Regions from separate parts of the Cricetulus griseus genome. Here region 1 is linked to region 2. The links are chromatin contacts, called in public Hi-C maps. All regions are on one chromosome and are shown on one strand. The core of a region is the stretch at or near the end of the contact, and the rest is flanking DNA. Distances in the headings are between cores, read along the strand shown.

What was found. A called contact is a pair of places that touch in the nucleus more often than the background predicts.
Region 1: a contact with region 2 is called in a Hi-C map of the CHO-K1 cell line, with 3 times the contacts expected there. The contact joins two enhancer-like sites. A contact is called at or near these places in 3 of 8 Hi-C or Micro-C datasets (the CHL-YN cell line and the CHO-K1 cell line).

What each region holds. Positions count from the first base shown.
Region 1 is chr8:29,558,419-29,561,118 of CriGri-PICRH-1.0, reverse strand. Syn2 (synapsin-2) reads left to right here. Exons shown (of 14, transcript XM_035448559.1): 14 at 1-1,807. Among named protein-coding and RNA genes, the nearest start is that of Timp4, 34 kb to the left of the region's middle. Within about 2 kb of position 1,343, at least 2 of the 6 cell types and tissues checked have open chromatin away from gene starts, as enhancers often do. A contact at or near this core is called in the CHO-K1 cell line, where this site is marked.
Region 2 is chr8:29,478,585-29,481,284 of CriGri-PICRH-1.0, reverse strand. No RefSeq gene overlaps it. Among named protein-coding and RNA genes, the nearest start is that of Pparg, 78 kb to the right of the region's middle. Within about 2 kb of position 1,259, at least 4 of the 6 cell types and tissues checked have open chromatin away from gene starts, as enhancers often do. A contact at or near this core is called in the CHO-K1 cell line, where this site is marked.

The sequences.
Region 1 (2,700 bases), core at 94-2,593, 80 kb before region 2:
TCTAGTGAATGTGGTCCCACAGCTGTAGCTCAGCAGGCCTGCTGCTCAGAAGGCCTGCTGCTGGGGCAGGCTCTGAGGGATTTTATTCCGACATCTTCATGATTCTCTGAGGGTGTTTCTAAAGACTACTCATGCTCTGAAGATAAATTCCACATTTACACATGTTTAAGAAAAATCAGTGTGTTAGCATTTTAGCTACATAATTCCCTGGATTGACATGAATTCAACAAGTTAACACTCCTAAAAATGCCACTGTCTGGCCCCTGCTCACAAGCAGGGATTCCAGGAAGTCAGAGAATGGATTTTGGTGGTGCCAGCTCTCCTTTCTGAGTCACATTTATCCCATGTTTTAGGATCTAAGGACCGAGGCAAGTAAGGCAAGAAGTAGAATCCCACCTCACCCATTGAATGGCACTTGATGGGTGATGTCCATCCATCCTTCCTTCCACGGTACACATACTTAGGGTACAGACAGCCAAATGAAAGACAAGGGGAGTCAGAATATATCTCTCTCTCTCTCCCCTCTCTCTCGTGGGGATGGATCCCAGGGCCTCAGGGCCTCACTCATGCTAGGCAAGTGCTGTGCCTCTACCTGCATCCTAGTGAAGGAGAAGGGTCACAAATCTTAGGTTTTGTTTGAAGAAATGACAGCAAGTCAAAATTCAATAACTCGTTTAAGGTCATCCAGTTGGTCAAGTGGTAGAACTAAGATTGAAACCCAAACAACAGGGGCTCTGAATGTGGCTCCTTGGGAACAGCACCTGCTACACAAGTATGAAGATCAAAGTTTGGATCCTCAGAACTCATGGGAATAAAAACCAGGTGGGTGTGGTAGCCTTCCTATAATCCTAGTGTGTGGGAGGCAGGGACAGGGAATCCCTGGAGGAAACTGTTCAAGATTCGGCCAGAAACCCTGTCTCAATATATAAGGTGGAGAACAAAGAAGAAAGACATCTAGAATCAACCTCAGTCCTCCACATGTTCACACATATGCACGTGTCCCTGTATACATGTGATCACATGTAGATGCATACACATATGTACACTGCAAAGAGAAAGCCAAGCAATAGGGTTCATGGTCTTAATCACTTTGCTATATTTTAATCAATCTTGCAGGGTCAATAAGAAATAATTTTATCATTTTTTCATAGGGTAACTATATAATAAAGTGTATACAAACCTAGCCAAGGGTGGGCTTGTCACCAGTGTTGACCCATTGGCCTAAAACTATGAGTAACCTGCACTGTGTGTCTTATTCTGTTCAAATATAATTCTGGTTCTTAAAAAATTACTCATTCTTCCACATGTGATGTCAAAACCAAAACCACAAGTAGCTTATTTAGAAAATGAGTCACCCTGGAAGGACTGTTGGGGTAACAAAAAGGGGAGGCACTTACCACAGTCATGCAGTACCCTAGTCAAGGGATACAGGGATTCTACCCAGCCCCTACTAATAGATCTGGACCAGAGGTGGGGGTGTCCCATTGAGAAGCAGACTTCTTGGTATTTAAAAAGATGATCACAGAGTCTTGGAAAACAGTACCACACAATGGTCAAACATCCAGTGAATAGTGTGAGTCAAATGATCAAAGGTTGGGTCAAATGGTTGATGCTAGTCTGCTGTAGATTCCCAAGCCTTTGGTCTGTAGGCCAACTGGCTGCCATGTAGATTAGATTACCTCTCTGTAGCTTATTGGAATTTTCTCTGACATCCTCAGCACAGATGAGCAAACAAAAAGCTTCATCTCTGCCCTTGTGGGGCTCCCCACCACCCAGATCAAGGTGAATAAATTCTGTTCATTATGTATTTGTTGGTAATTCTTTATTGTGTACTTATTAAGCTCAACAAATTTCATGGAAGAATTTAAAACTGAACTACCCAAAGTTTCCACATTCACAAAATCCACAACTATTAGGGGAGATGATGTAAATAGAAAAGGCAAGTGTACTGTCTTAAGGAATGCAATCATGGTGTCAGCTTGGAAAATAATAAAGCTTGGTAGCGATCGATGAGAATGTGGGAAACTCTACCCTTATACATTGCTGGTGGGAGCATGTGTGGTCACTACATCCAGTGCCCAGCTATGCTTCAGGAATCTCATTTCTGAACACTTCTAGGGACTTGATCAACACAAGGAAGCAAAGGAATCCTGGTTGCAACATGGAAAAACAAACAAACAAACAAACAAACATGGAAACAAACAACTGTCCCTCATGAAGGAATTAAATAATATATTGTGACTCATTCATAAATAAGACTACTTTATGATTTAAAATATGTGAGGAATTCAGATGAGTTCTGATAAGATATGGAAAAAGAATGAGTAAGATGAGTTACGCCAGTGTAAGATGGACAACAAGCTGTACGTGTCTCAGTGGAGCACATGTCTAGCTCCAGGTCAGAAAAACCTACACTGTAGGTAGGAGAGAGCTGGGAAGAGTCCACAAGATTGGGAGGCCTGTTTACTGGGGGAGGAGTGAGTGCAAAGAATTTGGAGTTTTACAGCTGAAAGCAGCAATTAGCCTTACCACCTCTTTACAGACGAGAAAATTGAGGCTCAGGCACTTAGGACATTTACCACAGTTTTGAAGGGTGTTAGTGACATAGACAAATAAATGAACTTTAGTCCTGTCTCCACGGTCATTTAGAACATGTCCTTCCTGAGACAAATGAAATGGAGAGGTGTAACATTTCTAAAG
Region 2 (2,700 bases), core at 10-2,509:
CGCACTCGGAGCGGCAGCTGCCTGGGGCGCTCCGGTCGAGTCCGCCGCGGGGACGCTCAGCGCCCGCCAAGCCGCCGCCGCCTTGGGTCAGAGTCGCCTGGGGCCACGCGGCGGGCAGGAGGGACGCGGAAGGAGAAACCTGAGGCGCTGCGCTGGGGTGCGGGGTCGTGCGCGGCCTGAGGGGACCGAGTGTGACGACAAGGTGACCGGCTGAGAAGTCACACTCTGACAGGACCCTGGGAGACTGACAGCCTGACGGCGGGAGTCCTGGCTGAAGGGAACCCGGCTGAGGAGTCGTCGCACTGACAGGACCGTGTGACACACAAGGTGAGGGGGTCTCGGCCTGAGGGGACGGGATCTGACTGACAAAGTGGCCGGGTCCGAGCTGAGGGGACACGAGCTGAGAAGTCACACTCTGACAGGACTATGTGACTGACAGACAGCCTAGCCCGGGTCCGACCAGAGGGGACGCGCGGGTTGGAAAGTCAAACTCTGACAGGACCGTGAGTGTGACAAAGTGACAGAATCTTAACTGGGGGGGGGGACACGGCTAAAAAGTCACACTCTGTGAGGACCAAATATGACAAACGAGGTGCCGAGAGTCTGGGTCTGAGAGGAACACCGGCTGAGGAAAAGTCACTAGAAGAGCGAGCGAGCGAGCGAGCATGATAGCCGGGCGGGATTGGGGACTGAGACGGAGTGCGGGGGGGGGGGTCTCGGCTGAGGACCCGTCTCACACCGAGGGGGCCGAGTGTGCTGACAGGGGTGACAGTCCCTCGGGCTGAGGGGCACGGGTGCGGCGTGGAGGGTCACAGCGGAGCCACCTCAGGCTCCCTGTGAGGGTGCGCCGGCAAGCGCGAGCTGGGAGCGGGGTGGCTGCGCCGCCAGACCCTGACAGGAAAGCCTGGACTCGGCAGGGTCCAGAACTCCCTCGGGGAATGCGTTGTGCGGATCTCGGTGACAATTTTCAGAGTGGGGCTCAACTGCAGCAGCTCAGAGCCCGGAGGCGCTGGAGGGGGAGGGGTGTGCCGGTGATCAGCCTGGCGACTTGGCCCGCGGCCCCCGCCCGGAGCTGGCCCAGGTGTGGGGAAAGCAGGCTTCGCTGTCACGGAGGCCCCGCCCCGTCAGCGCCCACCTACAGTCCCACCGAGGGGGCGAGCACAGGGACAGGCCGCCAGAGTCTGCAGTCCTCCTGGTGGGGGTGGAAGGTGGGTGTGTAGCTCCGGTGCTTTATGGCTTGGGATTGGGGAGGAGCCTAAGGTGAGGAGGCTGTAACTGGGAGTAGCCAGGGCTGCTTTTATATAAGGGACGCGGGGAGGTCAAGAAGGGGCCTGGACCTCTGCTGGGGATCAGAAGGCAGCAGCTCTAAATTCTTCTTAACTCCCATTGCTTAGGTGAGTGGCCCCACCGTCATCGCGTTTCGTTGGAGCGTGTTGTGAGGTGGCCAAACTGCCCCCAAGTTCGTACGTATCAGGATGGTTTTACTGTGTTCTTGTTGTACAGTAAGAAATCTGCTTCCCTTCTGAAGCTAACGGTAGGGAGAGTAGTGTCACTTACATCAGGAGTAAAAAAAAAAAAAAAGAGTTCAGTCTTCTGTCAAGACTAAGCTGAAGTTTTTTCTTCTTAGAAGGATGAAGGACAAAACTGTAAAATTAAATGATCATTTGAGGGAGAGAAAAAAAAAAAAACAACGATGAACCAAGTTGTAGGATAGCTAACAGTTGGAAAGCCTCTTGATTTTGAAGTTCATTATTGTAATGTCAACTCTTTATTATCAGGCACGAAGCAAATTGTTAACCGGAGTTATTAAATGAGTAACTTAAGTCTTGGACTTGGGCAGATCTTCCACAGATACCAGGTATTCTGTAGAGTCTTCCTGTACATGCTGAGTGATCAATTACTGACTGAAACCATAACTCCGGGTGCTATATGATTTAGAAAACCTGGCTAGTGTAGGAACTGACATTTTCTATGGCTTCTCAAAGAGATAGCTCTCGAAAGTTTCATAGAAACACTCATAGATACTTAGAACATTTGGAGAGATGTTCCAAAAGATTCAGCTTCAACTTTAAAATAAGATCTCTGCTGTCTTTCTTCAACCAGATTTGCTCTAAAATTAAATACATCTGTAATATTTTAATATACGAAATTCGATATCAGTCTCATACATTAGCTCGAGTGATGAATATTATAAAGCCATCCGTTTTTATCTCATCGTGTGTTTTGTGTAAATTTGCTCCTTGTTATGTGTTATTTCTTAGTTAATTTGCTGAAATTTATATCTTCAATGAGAAGAACTAAGAAGCAACTGGTGGTCATCTCAATCTTTTGCAGCTCACTAGAAGAAAAAAAAGACAGTTTTATTTTTAAGAAAAAAAAGTTTTTTAAGTGTAAAAGTTTCGTATTCTTATCACTGCGGTAGGACGATGGCTGCAGTGAAGGCTAAAGTTCTGCAGAACTCCAGGCCAAAGAATTTTTAGATATCGGTCCCTCATTCTTTTATATTTTAAAAAAATATAAGTTCTTTAAAAAATAGAACTAAAATGTCCAGAAACTTCATATTTTTTATTGAATTTAAGACTACTTTAACACTTTGGTGATAACTATTTTTAATAATTAAATATAATATTTCCTCTAGAGGGACTGGTTTCCTTCATGTTCATGATGCTACATTTTTCAGAATCACTTTTATTTTTAAAA